2 separate regions of the Ovis aries genome follow, and region 1 is linked to region 2. The links are chromatin contacts, called in public Hi-C maps. All regions are on one chromosome and are shown on one strand. Each heading gives the region's core, a stretch centred on a gene start, on an enhancer-like site or on the middle of the called end of the contact. The rest is flanking DNA. Distances are from core to core; before and after follow the strand shown. Region 1 overlaps GIGYF2 (GRB10 interacting GYF protein 2). Region 2 holds the start of ATG16L1 (autophagy related 16 like 1).

What was found. A called contact is a pair of places that touch in the nucleus more often than the background predicts.
Region 1: a Hi-C map of tail adipose tissue shows a contact between it and region 2, with 5 times the contacts expected there. The contact joins the enhancer-like site here to the promoter of ATG16L1 in region 2. A contact is called at or near these places in 4 of 16 Hi-C or Micro-C datasets (blood, hypothalamus and tail adipose tissue).

Annotation. Positions count from the first base shown.
Region 1 is chr1:8,160,179-8,163,791 of ARS-UI_Ramb_v3.0, forward strand. GIGYF2 (GRB10 interacting GYF protein 2) reads right to left here. Exons shown (of 28, transcript XM_060399252.1): 15 at 559-650. Among named protein-coding and RNA genes, the nearest start is that of KCNJ13, 31 kb to the right of the region's middle. Within about 2 kb of position 2,288, at least 1 of the 54 cell types and tissues checked has an H3K27ac peak or open chromatin away from gene starts, as enhancers often do. A contact at or near this core is called in tail adipose tissue, where this site is marked.
Region 2 is chr1:7,728,527-7,732,310 of ARS-UI_Ramb_v3.0, forward strand. It overlaps ATG16L1 (autophagy related 16 like 1), which reads right to left and starts at 1,879. Exons shown (of 17, transcript XM_027967482.3): 1 at 1,603-1,879. The coding sequence starts at 1,717. It overlaps LOC121818846 (a long non-coding RNA gene), which reads left to right and starts at 1,996. Exons shown (of 3, transcript XR_009596487.1): 1 at 1,996-2,573.

The DNA.
Region 1 (3,613 bases), core at 1,038-3,537, 430 kb after region 2:
TTTGGCTTTGCAGGCCATTCACAACTACTCAATTCTACCTCTGTAGTGCGAAAGCAGTCATAGATAATACACAAACAAATGGGTATGACTCAGTTCCAGTAAAACTCTGCTTAGGAAAACAGGTAGCCATTCAGTCTGCCAACCTCTGCACCACATGATAACAAATCTTACTTCTTCCACGAAAAGGACTCACAATCTAAGTGATTCCATACCACTACTAATAGCGTAAACTTCTACTTCTTTTCTGCCTTCTCATCTACTTTTTCTCTGTGGCAAAGCTGAGCCATCCAGAGGGCAATTAATTTTTAAAATCACTGATTCTTGCTTTAGCAGTTAAATACATTGCAAAATTAGTTACGTGTCACCTTCTGCAAACTTCCAATATTCAAGAAACAAGCTAAGACCAAACTTAGGATGTATAGTGGCACTATGCCACTAGCTGGATGATTGAAGTATCCCATACACTTAGATTTCTGCTGGAAAGATGAAATTTGGGAGCATATTGCATCTGAAGGCCCTTTGGCGCTACAGGGCAGCCTACCACATTACTGCTCTTACTGTATGAGGAACTGCTGATACTGAAGGTGCTGCATCTGGTACAAGGCTGTGAGTTCCTGCTGCCGGGTCAGTCGTTCCTGGTCCAGCTCTCCCTGGGAACGAAGGGGTGGAGGAAAGAAATACCAGTAAATAAACTGAAAGAGCCTAAAAGCCATTTAGTACTTACATTCAGTACTCCTAGACTTCTTTTGCCCCACTTAACTATTAAAAAAAAAAAAAGTCAGGCACCTTTAGAAACGAAGCAGTGCCATCTAGTGGAAGAAGGTGGTGTTGGCACTTCAAGAGATTCCCCGAGGTGGGAAAAGGGTCCCTATTTTAGCTCTTCTTCTCTCTAGCCCTTGAGGCTGAACATTTTTCTGTAATCCAGAGTTCATACTATAACTAAAAAATAACCAGGGACCTCCCTGGTGGTCCAGTGGCTAAGACTCCACGTTCCAAGGCAGGAGACCAGCGTTTGATCCCTGGTTAGGGAATTATATCCCACATGCTGCAACTGAAGATCCTGAGTGCCACAATTAAGACTGGCACGGCCAAACAAATAATTTAAAAAAAATCCGTTCTCTGAATCTTAGAAGTGATTTATAAACTTGGAGATTATGTAAAAACTAGAGAAGCAGGACAAAACAGAATGGAGTAAAATTAAATGCTATGGTAAGAATTTTACAGTAGCACTAACAAATACAGGGAGCCAACGTATGTCTTCTTAAAGAGGATGAGACATTTAAAATTAAATGGAATATAAAAGAGCTTTCACAACTGTTTAACTCTCTATCCAAAAATTAGAGGTGCTTCTATTGCTTTTAATACATCACAAGTTTAAAAGTAAGGGGTAGAAAAAACTTTTTTAGCTTATATATAAAATAACATGGATGGAATTTAAATTGTGGAAGACAAAAGTAGGGGAAAAATGAAAGGTGAAATATAAGATAGAAATTAAAGCATAAGGGTGACACAGACTAAAATTAAGACAAATCATTAATGAACGGTTTATATCTTTACTGCACACTGATTACAGTCCAGAAAAACACATTTGATGTATGACTCCTTTGAGTGAGGTTCACCTGAAACTCAAGGACATTTTTCTTTCTCATTTAACTATTCATGGATAAAAGCTACAGTAGGTTAGTCGACAATTAACTTAAGGGCAAAGGCAATACCTGACAGGAAGCAGAGCTTCCCACAGTCTTTCCCCTTAGTTGGGTCTGACTGAGGCTCATCCCCTATAACTGGGAGTTAGGAAATGGATTAGAGCTAGCACGCCAAGATCCAAGAGGCCAGCTGTCAGCTCTCAAACGTGCCAGATAAAAACGCATCCCAATTTCTGAGTAGATGGTAAAAGTACAATTTACATACAATCATATAAGAATTTTTTCTGGATTTACAACAGAAATGTCAGGGTAATTCCCTAGGACTCTTCATTGCTCTGCAAACTATAGGAGGTCTCAACCCATCAGTGGACAGTGAAATTAATTATTGGGTCAAGATAAACATTTACATACTGGGGGGGGGGGGAGAAGAAACAGAAAGAATATATGTACACGGCACCAAATGTTTCATGAAACTTACTTCAGATACATCCGCAAGTTAATGAATATATGAAGCAGTAATACGAAAGTCTTCTGTTTTTTTACTATCTGCTACGGTCAAAACAATGTGACAGCCACTGTTCTCACTTATGAACTCTCTTGGCTACAGATGCTGCAAATGACTCACTCATCTTTCTCTCATAAGAACCTAACACAGCCCTGGCACAGATCCTCAATTACATAATTGGTGAATAAATCCATGGGTCTTACTGTAGAAATCCAGTGTTCAGACTAAAGATTTCTGACTATGTTCACTTAAGACTATGGCCAGCAATCAGACACTCCAACCTGGAAAATGGAAAAGTGAGGCACAGATCCAAAGGAACTCAACAGGCAGAGGCCCAGCAGCAGCTGCAAAAAAGACTTCCCCTTCAAAGGTCTCCAGCCTCAGCATACTAAAAGGGTTACATTATGATCCAATTTTTAGTTAAATATCAGTAACATATTTTAAAAGGGCTTCCCTGGGGGCTTAGATGGTAAAGAATCTGCCTAAAATGCAGGAGACTGGGGTTGGATCCCTGGGTTGTGAAGATCCCCTGCAGAAAGAAACGGCAAGCCACTCCGGTATTCAATCCACTCTGTCCATGGAGAATCCCATGGACAGCAGAGCATGGCGGGCTACAGGCCATGGGGTTGCAAAGAGGCACGTATTTTTTAAAAAGGTAAATAAATGGAGGGGAGAATGGGCCTTCTAACTAGAAGCAATGAGAAACTCTAAGTCAGTTGTGTTGAAGCACAGTAGATAAAGGTAAAAGCTCTGAAATGAACTTGGAAAGGTAAGGAGCCTAAACATGCATGAACTGGTAGGGAGGCCAAGACAAAATATTCTTCCTTTAGCACATGCTAACAGTGGAAACAGTGTCAGACTTTATTTTGGAGGGCTCCAAAATCACTGCAGATGGTGACTGCAGCCATGAAATTAAAAGACGCTTACTCCTTGGAAGGAAAGTTATGACTAACCTAAATAGCATATTCAAAAGCAGAGACATTACTTTGCCAACAAAGGTCTGTCTAGTCAAGGCTATGGTTTTTCCAGTGGTCCTGTATGGATGTGAGAGTTGGACTGGGAAGAAAGCTGAGTGCCGAAGAATTGATGCTTTTGAACTGTGGTGTTGGAGAAGACTCTTGAGAGTCCCTTGGACTGCAAGGAGATCCAACCAGTTCATTCTAAAGGAGATCAGTCCTGAGTGTTCATTGGAAGGACTGATGCTAAAGCTGAAACTCCAACACTTTGGCCACCTCATGTGAAGAGTTGACTCATTGGAAAAGACTCTGATGCTGGGAGGGATTGGGGGCAGGAGGAGAAGGGGCCGATAGAGGATGAGATGGCTGGATGGCATCACTGACTCGATGGACATGAGTTTGGGTGAACTCCAGGAGTTGGTGATGGACAGGGAGGCCTGGCGTGCTGCAATTCCTGGGGTCACAAAGAGTCGGACACGACTGAGTGACTGAACTGAACTGATAAA
Region 2 (3,784 bases), core at 629-3,128:
AATAGCACCAGGCTGCCAGTCTCTTAAGAGTGTAAGGAATTAGCACAACAGTGGCACACCCATCATCTCCCTTTCCTTCCATTTTAGTTAAGAGGATGAGCTCAGCTAGGACTATTTCTTGGGGAACCATGTGAGAAAAGCAAAAAATGCAAAGAAGTTAGGAGCCATCAAGTCTGGGTCCTAATCCAGGCCCTATCTACTCTGCCGTGCTACCCGGAGAAATTACCTAACCTCTCTCGGTCTCAGATTCCTCATTTGTATAAAGGGCAACAGGACCTGTTTCAGGGAATTTTCAGAAAGAAAGTGAAACAATACACACCAAATACTGCAGCACTCAAGCTTGTCTGTACATCAGAATTACTTGGGGAGCACCAAGAAATACTGACCCCTGTGTCCCACCCCATTCCTGTGGTTTAGTTGGTCTGGGGTATGGCCTGGACTTTCTAATTTTTCAAAAGATCCCCATCTGATTCTAACCTGCACGTACGTGTAGGAACCACAAATTTAGCATGATCAGAACTCAATGAAGGATATTAACTACTACTACATTGAATCTCATCATCAACAGAATTTGAGACCTAAAAGGCATATTTCAAGGGGCAGACCTGGAACCAGAGGTTCCAAGAGTGCCCATTTCTCCCCCCAGATTTGTCATCAGTTAGGGTAAAATGAGGGGCGAGGTAAGCAAATGCTCATTAGAAGGCATCTAAGGGCACAACCAGTCCATCCTAAAGGAAATCAGTCCTGAATATTCATTAGAAGTGCTGATGCTGAAGCTGAAACTCCACTTTGGCCACCTGATGCAAAGAACTGACTCACTGGAAAAGACCCTGATGCTGGGAAAGATTGAAGGCAGGAGGAGAAGGAGAAGAGAGGATGAGATGGTTGGATGGTATCGCTGACTCAATGGACATGAGTTTGAGCAAGCTCTGGGAGATGGTGATGGACAGGGAAGCTGCAGTCTATGGGGTCACAGAGATTAGGACATGACTGAGCTGAACTGAAGGGCACAAACATTTTTGTACTCAAATTGCTGCGGTGGCGGTGGGTGTGGGCCACCTTTTTCATATCCAAGTTTTCAGTAACAGTAAAGCCTACTAAGTCCCAACTAAAAAGTGAGTTAAGACTCAGGATGTGTCACAAAGAACACCAAGGCGGAGTGTGAGGACAGGTCTTGAGAAATGAAAGGCAAACACTTCGTGATACTCAGAACACTACGCTAATGCTTCAAGTCAGTGCCCGTTTCAGTAACACGATGCCCGAAATAGCCCGTTTCTGGAAGCTGCCTATTTAATTACACAAGCATTGTGTGCGGAGCAGCTGGGATTTACACATACAAACGTGCACGGCGCCTGCCCACGAAGAAAATCCAAAGCTTGCAGGGAAACCCTCCACAGTCACACCCAAGGATAAACGGAAAAGAGGAAAAGATACAAAAGGCATGGGGCTGTGCCAGGCGTTGGGAACCCGGGGCGGCAGCGAGGCGCTCGAGAGGCGCCGGGGCTCTGCCTGGGGTTCCTGTTGGCGGCCCCGCGTGCCTCGGCGGGGTCCGCCCGCCCGCCCCCGGGGCCTGCCCGCCCTCCGGGCCCGCCCGCCGCTCACACTGCAGGATGATCTCCTCGAACGCCTGCCTCTGCAGCCGGTCCCGGCGCCTCAGCTCCTCCGAGATGTGGCGCTTCCAACGCGGGAAGACGGCGGCGCGGAGGCCCGACGACATGTCGCGTGCTGCCCCGGCGCGTCAGCGCCGCCGATCCGAACGCAGACTGGCGGCCGCGGCCCGCACCATGAGGGAACCAGCGTGCGCGGGAAGGCCAGCGGCCCCTGCGATCAGCTCCACGCAGAGGCCACCCCCGAAGCCATCCGGGACGGACTTCCGGCTCCTGACGGAAATAGCTTTGAACCGAGCCGGAAAGCCCGCCTTCTCATCCGACGTCTCGCGCCACGCGCACGCCGGCGTCCGGCGCTGACTTGAGGCGCTGGCTGATGACATCATCCCGATACCGGAAGTGCCTGTGGCAGAGATGTGGCCGCTGGGAGGCGTGCGGGACACTTTGGAGGTTTGGTCCAGGGGTTGGGGAAGGAAGCGGTGAAAGGGCGGCTTCCGCCCACCTGCTGTCCCCTTTGCTTGCTTTTCCTGTTTACTTCAGGTCAGTTTACTGAGCATAAGTAAACTCCCCACGTGGTAACTGTGTGATCAAGGATAAGTGACAACCTTCCTAAGCCTCAGCTTCCTAATCTGTAAAATTGCGCGCGCTCTAAAGCTCTTCAGTTGTGTTGCAGTCTCGGCGACCCTATGGACTATGGCCCGCCAGGCTCCTCTGTCTATGGGATTCTCCAGGCAAGAATACTGGAGTGGGTTGCCATTTCCTCCTCCAGGGCATCTTCCCAACCCAGGGATCAAACCTGCATCTCTTAAATCTGCTGCATTGGCAGGCGGGTTCTAGCGCCACGTGAGAAGCCCAGGTGAAATGGGGACGGCCCCTAAACGGGGAAGGAATGATACCTACCTCACAGGATTGCCGTGAGGATTAAAAGTAGCACCGATATAATGCAGTTCACACTGCCTGTGCATGGTAAGCTTAACTTTACCTAGTTACTCCGTTTCTTTCTAAGTCTTAATCAAAGTTTGGTTGCTTTAGCAAGAGCATCGCATTAGTCTTGAAAAAGACTTGTTTTTTTTTGCAATGAAGAAATGGATTGCAAAGAACAAGTAAAGAAAATGTGAATAATCGTTAGAAGCCTAGAAATTGTCTACGACCTAAAAGTAAATGGGTCCTTAGAAGGTATTTTAAGGGTGGGGATACAAGCAGGATTTTGAAAGAAAAAAAAAGACGATTTGCCTTTAGACAAAAATGGGAGATGGATGTCTCAGGAGAATATGGTATGTGTCAGCTAAGTAGAATGGAATACCTAGTCTGTAGTAGAAACCTGAGCTCCATCTGCCTTTAGCAAGTCAGTGAATTTATTACCTGGACTGGAACTGGATGAAGTAGGAGGCAGCGGAGAGGAAAGCAATGTCAGAAACTGCCTTCTCTTTGTCACAAAGTTCAGAGGAAGATGCTTCACAAGCAGATAAAAAAGCCTTTGATCTCCTGTGGCGCTCAGGAGTAGGGCAGTTAAAGTTCTAGAGCCACAAAGATATTTCGTTGGCAGCCAGTACTGAGTGGGAAAAACCCATGGGGATCAGAAATAGCAGGGACTTCCTAACACTGAAGCAAATGAAGAAGCAGGTTCTGAAAGTCACCAAAAATGCCTCTATGTGTAACAGTGGTACCAATCTCAAAAGAGCCTAGTCTCAGCTCTAGACAGCTGAGTATGCTGATTTCCACCCCGCCCCCACCCCCCAACACACAAGATTGTGATTAAAACAGGTTAACGAATTTGCAGGAACAGCAATTCCCCTTACAGGAATGTATCCAACAGATGCTTGGACAAATGACCACAAAGAGGAAGCCATCAGCATTGTTAATAAGAATGGAAAGTTGGGGGAAGAAAACCTGTATTTCCACCAGAAAGAAAGAAAGAAAGTGAAGTTGCTCCGTTGTGTCCAACTCTTTGTGACCCCGTGGACTGTAGCCTACCATGCTCCTCCATCCATAGGATTTTCCAGGCAGGAGTACTGGAGTGTATTGCCATTTCCTTCTCCAGGGAATCTTCCCAACCCAGGAATCAAACCCAGGTCTCCCACATTGTAGGCAGACGCTTTACCACCTGAGCCACCAGGGAAGTCCTAATTTCCACCAATGAGAGTAAAATTACTGTATATTTATTGTTCAAAAAAAGT